Linked DNA regions of Gossypium hirsutum: region 2 is linked to region 1. The links are chromatin contacts, called in public Hi-C maps. All regions are on one chromosome and are shown on one strand. Each heading gives the region's core, a stretch centred on a gene start, on an enhancer-like site or on the middle of the called end of the contact. The rest is flanking DNA. Distances are from core to core; before and after follow the strand shown.

The links. Hi-C and Micro-C count contacts between places; a contact is called where the count stands out from the background.
Region 2: a contact with region 1 is called in a Hi-C map of leaf, with 2.6 times the contacts expected there. The contact joins the enhancer-like site here to the promoter of LOC107952011 in region 1. A contact is called at or near these places in 3 of 34 Hi-C or Micro-C datasets (all in leaf).

The regions. Positions count from the first base shown.
Region 1 is chrA03:104,482,835-104,486,187 of Gossypium_hirsutum_v2.1, forward strand. LOC107952011 (serine carboxypeptidase-like 45) reads left to right here and starts at 2,044. Exons shown (of 10, transcript XM_016887241.2): 1 at 2,044-2,593; 2 at 2,680-2,781; 3 at 2,929-3,024. The coding sequence starts at 2,341.
Region 2 is chrA03:104,658,360-104,661,525 of Gossypium_hirsutum_v2.1, forward strand. It overlaps the pseudogene LOC107886725. Among protein-coding and RNA genes, the nearest start is that of LOC121225283, 30 kb to the left of the region's middle. Within about 2 kb of position 1,717, at least 7 of the 9 cell types and tissues checked have an H3K27ac peak or open chromatin away from gene starts, as enhancers often do. A contact at or near this core is called in leaf, where this site is marked.

The sequences.
Region 1 (3,353 bases), core at 794-3,293:
TGTGTAGTAGGACCAACTATAGTAGAAAGTAGACAACTACAAATATAGTAGTGTTGTTCTGAAGAGGAAAAATGAAATGTTTGCAGGTTCTTCTTTGGTGGGGTGACAAAGATATCTATTCTTGACTATCCTAGATCTTTGAGGCAAGAGTGAATGTGGTTTGGCTTTTTGACTCTTTGATTGCACTGTTCCTTTTGTAAGTTTTGACACATTTCACGTGGTTGATGCTTCCATGTTGGAGGGGGTATGGTAGCTTCGTTATTTTAGCATCTCTTATTAAGATATTTCTACAAACTTTACCCTTTTTAAGGATGTTTTCTTGCCCTTGTTGTTGATTCCATTATAACTAATGCTTAGTGGATTAGGTTCATCATAGTCAATTTTGTCCCTCATCCTTGAGTATGATTTTCGCTTGGTATACTTACCTGATAAATTGATAGAGGTGTCTTGCTGAATGAAAAAAGTCACATAATAAATCTGTGATGGTTGGAGGCCTTGCCAATTATGATGTGACAAGATAAATTTCAAGAAGGATATATATGTGATTACTTAAATGGATAAGCTTTTATGTTGGGGAGCCTTGAGTTATCCCCTTAATAATTTATTACCATTTAGGTGTTGATGTAAATATATATATCTAATTTAATAAAAGAATGAATTGAGAAATATCAACAAAGAAATTGATTTTTATCTATAAAAAAAAAGAAAAGAAATTGATTTAACACTTCATATGACCTTTCAAATGAATTATGCCATCTAAATTCTTAATTTTTTTTTACCAAGAAAGCGATTAATTGGATAATTTGACTAAAGTTAAACCTGCCAAGAAATTGAGGAAAAAGACTTGTGCAACTGTATATAATGTCGAAGCTGAAGCTCGAACATTAGTTCCTTTCTCAACCAATCATCAAGTTTCCCATCTGTTTTTTTCCTAGTTCGTTCCAAAATTTTTATTGAGAGAAATTAGAGTCAACGTTGGATCGAATCGAGTCAAATTTAGTGAAAAAGTTTCGAATTAACTGAGTTGATGAGTCTTATTTTATTATTCTAATTTAATTTAAATTTTTTTCGAATCAAGTTGAATAAATTAAAATTCAAGCTAGATTAAATCGAGTAAAATAGTTCGAGTTAAATTAAAAGCTTAAACATGACAAATTAAAATATTGTTATAATATAATTAATTCCATATTAGAGCACATAAATTTAAAATTATATATATTTGAAAACTTTTTCAAAGCAAGATAATAATAAAAATATGATATTTTAGTATGACAAACTTAAATTATTAATTAACTTATTTAGGTTCCAAAATTATTATTTTAAAAAAATTTTAGAATTTTTATAAATATTTTGATTTTTGAATTTTTTTTGAATTTTTTGTTGGGAGAGATCAGTTTATTCGTTTTCTAACCTTAACAAGGATAAAAAAGATATGTGTACTAATCTGTTATTCAAACCGTAAAAATTAACTTAAAACTCGAATTAATTATTTAAATTTGACTTGAATAATTTAAAATTTAATTTTTTTTAATTTTTTCGAAGTGAACTTTGTTGAACTCTAGTACAACCTGATATGCCTCTGCTATGTCACCGTGACGCATTCACTTTGCTCTGATATTTGAAAAGCAAAAATGCGAATTAGAGGGAAACCCCCTCCCCTAAAAACAAAAAGCAAACAGTGGGAAAGCGTTAAGCATGGTGTGAAGATGGCTATTTGTCCTTGTAAGCATAACACAACACAATCTGTATGCTCTATGTTGTTACCAAAAACCATAGGTGACAAGAAGTCAACAACATAAAAATAGAACAATGTATTCTTTGGCTTACTGTAGTATCATAGACTAGTAGAAGAAAGTAGTTTCTATTTCTAACACAACAAAATAAAATAAACACAATGGTGGTGTTGGTGTAAGCTAAGGCTGAGTTAATGGGGGAGCTTTACAATGCACATTCTCTCTTTTCGTTTTCTGTAACAGTTAGCCAGTGACCCACTCCTGCAGTCCTGCTCACCATCTCCTAATCTCAACTCTAACAGACCATTTCCAAGTGAAGAGAAAGTGAACCAACAATTTACCCAACAACCATCTGTTTTAGGCTTTTAGCTCCTACACTACATTATATTTTTATTTATATTTTATATATAATAAATGTAATAGAATAGTAACAAAAGTACAGGACTCTCTTTATAAAATCCAACCCCACTCAGCAACATTGTTGTCAAGTCTACTTTCTTGTCTCTCTTTCTTACTCTGATTTTTATTTTTTATTTTTTATATTTCCGTTCTCTTAGACTTATCTGAGGGGAAAAAAAAAAAAACAAAAACAAAAGAAGTAGACACCATGCTTGGTTTAGCCTGGAGATCAGTAGCATTGGGCTTAATTCTACTTGAGGTTTGGTTTTCTGTTCAAGTGGAGTGTTTTCCGGCTCTGTTTGATCGGATATCTCAACTACCGGGTCAACCCAAAGTCGGGTTTCAACAGTATGCGGGCTATGTGACCGTTGATAAGAGAAAGCAGAGAGCTTTGTTTTACTACTTTGCTGAAGCTGAAGTAGATCCAGCATCCAAACCTCTTGTCCTCTGGCTCAATGGAGGTCTCTCACTTTTTTCAGTCTCTCGTTTTCAGGCCTACAAGATAATGCTTCTATCACGTTTTCTAAGTTCCTGTTGTGAATTATAGGACCTGGATGCTCTTCACTGGGGGTTGGAGCCTTCTCTGAGAATGGACCGTTTAGGCCTAGCGGGGAAGTGCTGGTCAAGAACGAATATAGCTGGAATAGAGGTATGCTTATGTATTTACGGTTGTTTGTTCATGTTGTTAATTATGGTGTTTTTGCATTACTGGTAAGTGGATAGGGGTTTTTCAGATCTTAGAAACACATGCCTGCACAAGCACAAGTTGATTGTTAGCAATCTCATTCTATTGCAGAGGCCAATATGTTGTATTTGGAGGCCCCAATTGGAGTTGGCTTCTCTTATTCCGCTGACGACTCCTCTTATGAGGCTGTTAATGACAAGATCACTGGTACCACTCTCTCCAATCTAAACCCATTTTCCCTAATGTTCACTCACTTTAATGTATGCAAATAACCTTAAGTTGTAGAAGAAACAGAGTTTCTATACTGAATATTCAATAGAGCTTCTTTGCCTTTTTATTTTTTATTTATTTCGGGGTTATCTTACTTTTTCCCCTTCTTTTTTTGATTTCTTTTATCACGCAAAGGGGTCCGAGAATATTTCACAATGCTGTAGTGACATTGCCGTCCGTATTTGTCTTTCACTTTACAATGATGCCATGTTCATTCATCACTGTTCTTTTTTCGTTTTTTTTTAAAATTTCTTTTACTTGTCTTA
Region 2 (3,166 bases), core at 467-2,966, 180 kb after region 1:
TGCAAATTGTTCTCTTATTATGATTTTGTTAAAAAAAATTTCAAATGAGGAAATTGTTGAGATAGTTTTTTAGTAGTGTCTAGAATAATGCCAACTGGTTGTGGCATTACTCTCACTCAAAAAGCTTATCATGTTTACTTTGGATGATTGTCAATCCATCTTTAATATCTAAACTACACATAGCAACAAATCTTGGAGATAGGTTTGGATTTGGATCAAAGCTATTAACTTCCTAAGTTTGTGGATCAGATCGAATTGGGTGAAACTTGGAAGTCTATCATAGAGATTTAAGACTTATCCTTAGTTGATCGAAGATAGTCTTTATACTTATTATCTTGTTGGTTTCAAGAGAAGATCGATTGCAATTGATATAGAATGTTAGTAAGTCTTTATTCCTTTTAAATCGAGGAGACTTGTACATCTGATGTACTAAACTGAGAACACTTATTCTTCATTAAGGAATGTTTCTTTTAAACCCGTTAAGTGTAAAATTAAGTGTGTTACTTGGTTAATACCCTAGGTTTTTAGAGGGGAACTTAAAGGAAAGTTGTTTAGATAATAGGTACAAAATGAGGAGTATAATTTTGGCAAGGCTACCTAGACGTAAAGAAACTGAATTGCATAAACACATTGAGTGTTCATTATTTTCCTGCTTTATTCTTCCCCAGTGCTTGAAGTAGTTGGTATTGCTCGTAGTACTATTTCTAGCACTGCTTAGTTTCTACTTGCAAATATTGCTTTTGGAACTAAAAAAAATAGTAAAAATAATTTAAAAGTTCTATAGATATTTGTTTCAAAAATATTATATAAGAGTCATTAATCATATATTTATTTGTTTAAAAAATCATTCTTTTAGAAATATTTATAAGAAAGGCTTTAAAACTTTACCAAATAACATGTAAAAACCATAAAACAGAGTTCATTTTGTCAAAATAAGTCAGAAAATCTAAAACTTAAAAAGAACATGAAAAACTAAAAACCAAATTGAATTAGGGATGACAATGGAGCAGGGGTAGGGGCAATATTGCTAAGTCTACTACCGCTCCACAATTGGCGCGCTCTACTCCACTACCCACCCTGCTCTACTATAAATATATAATCTTAAAAACCACCACCACCTCCACGGATGTTGGATGTATTCATCCCCGCCCCGCCCTGCCCTGCCCTGCCCTGCCCCACCCTACCCCACCTAGCTCCACTTCAATTTAATTTTAGCTTCTTATCTTTAATTTTTTCAATCTAACATAATTCTTCAAAAAATAGATATTTAAATATAAGACATGATTTTTTTTCTATGTTATTACATTTTACTCTTTCTAATAGTTTATGTATACGAGGATAAAATAATAATTTATATAGTGGAGTGACTCAAGACGGGGCATGCAATTATCATAATCGATTTATACTCACTATTCAAGATAAAAAAAAATCCACCATGTCTTGCACATCTACTTTTCAAACAAAAAAAATTGATCTATTCGAAGTGAATCGATTAGAATCCATACCCATTAGACAATTCAAATTTTACCATCTTTAAATTAAATCAAATCAAATCAAATCAAATTATATAATAAATCTAACCAAACCGAACCAAATCCAATTCTCCAAAACTTTGACATGATTGAGAGGAAAGAAATCATTAGAAGAAATGGTTGGGCCGGACTCAGTTTGAAGCCCAACACGAACAAGTTTATAATCTTTGGATTAGGAAGGAATTTCCCAATTAGCAGCAGCAACTCGGATTGGGTTCCATTCCATACGAAAGGTTCAATCTCATCCTTAAATTATTCAAATTAAATTTACCAAAAAAAAAAAGAAACTCTCAGCAAAGGCGGTGTTCCTTCGAAACATTAAAATCCGGAAGGCCCTCAACGAAAAGTCCCCAAAGCCGACTTCAACCATTCCATGGACGATAGCTTTAAACTTCGAGTAGAAAAAATCTTCGGATCTCTCCAATCATCGCAGTCTTCATCCCAGCAGCAGCGGCCGCCTCTCTAGTCCCTCTCTGACGACGAGGTCGAGAGGAGAGAATGGAGGAGAGAATCCGCAGCCGATCGAGAGGATACGTTGTGTTCCTCGTCGTTTGACGAGTTTTTGAAGGAGGGAAGGAAGTATAGGAGTGGGAGGCGGAAAGAAACGGAGGATGATCTTGATAACGATGATGATGATGACGACGACGACAACGACGGAGGTTCGAGTCAGTTACATAGTAGAAAAATCGACGAGTATGGAGACGAGTGGGAAATCAGATCTTGTCTTGGAATGGATTCCACTCTCGACAATGAGGTATATTACAACCTCTTTCGTTTTCTAGACTCTGTGTTTGTATACATATGTTATTTTTTAAATAAAATTCTTTGTTAATTAATTTTGTTTGTAATCGTTTACATCCGTTTGCTTATTGATTCTTTCTCGTACGAAAATTATCTGGGTATTTAGGTTAAGGAATTTTGATCTTCAGTGGCTGCTAAGTGAACTTTTAAACCGATACTTAGAAGCGTTTGTTACTCTTTTGAACGATTGTTACTCTTTTGACATTAGGATGACATTATATGTGAATCAATAATTGAGAAAAGAACCCTTTATTTTGAGCTGATTAGAAACCCGTAGGCCTTTTCCATTTTATATGGATGGAATGAAAGCATCAGGTACATCTGGAATAGTTTTCGAACATGGTTCAAACTTCTTAGTATCATGCATTTACTGTGTTGAATTACCTATAATACAGTGTGATTGAGGCTGACTTCAATGATTCTTGCATGATTTTTTTTTTTGGTCTCTAGCTTAAAATACCAATAAAAAGCTTTTTTTTTACATATTGAGTATGGGAGAGAAATTGTTTCTTAGTTGTTTAATATAGTTGTCAAACAATTTGATGAATATTTTGTGTACAGAGTACCTGTGTTTTTGTTTCTTTTGTCTTCAGATCACTCCCCACCTCTTCCTTTTCTCCTTCAATCTATTTGCAGTTGAGTTGAAGTTTGTTTACTAAATGTCACAGGAAGAGGAAGATGGATATGACAAAGTGGCTTCTGGCAGAGAAAATGCTGGTGAACGCCTTTACATGAGTGATATTGCTGATCATGGGTCCTTTTTGAATTCTCATAATATCCTTCAAAGAGCATTGAACCATACCACTAGTAACTAGGACCACAGTGCAAATCAT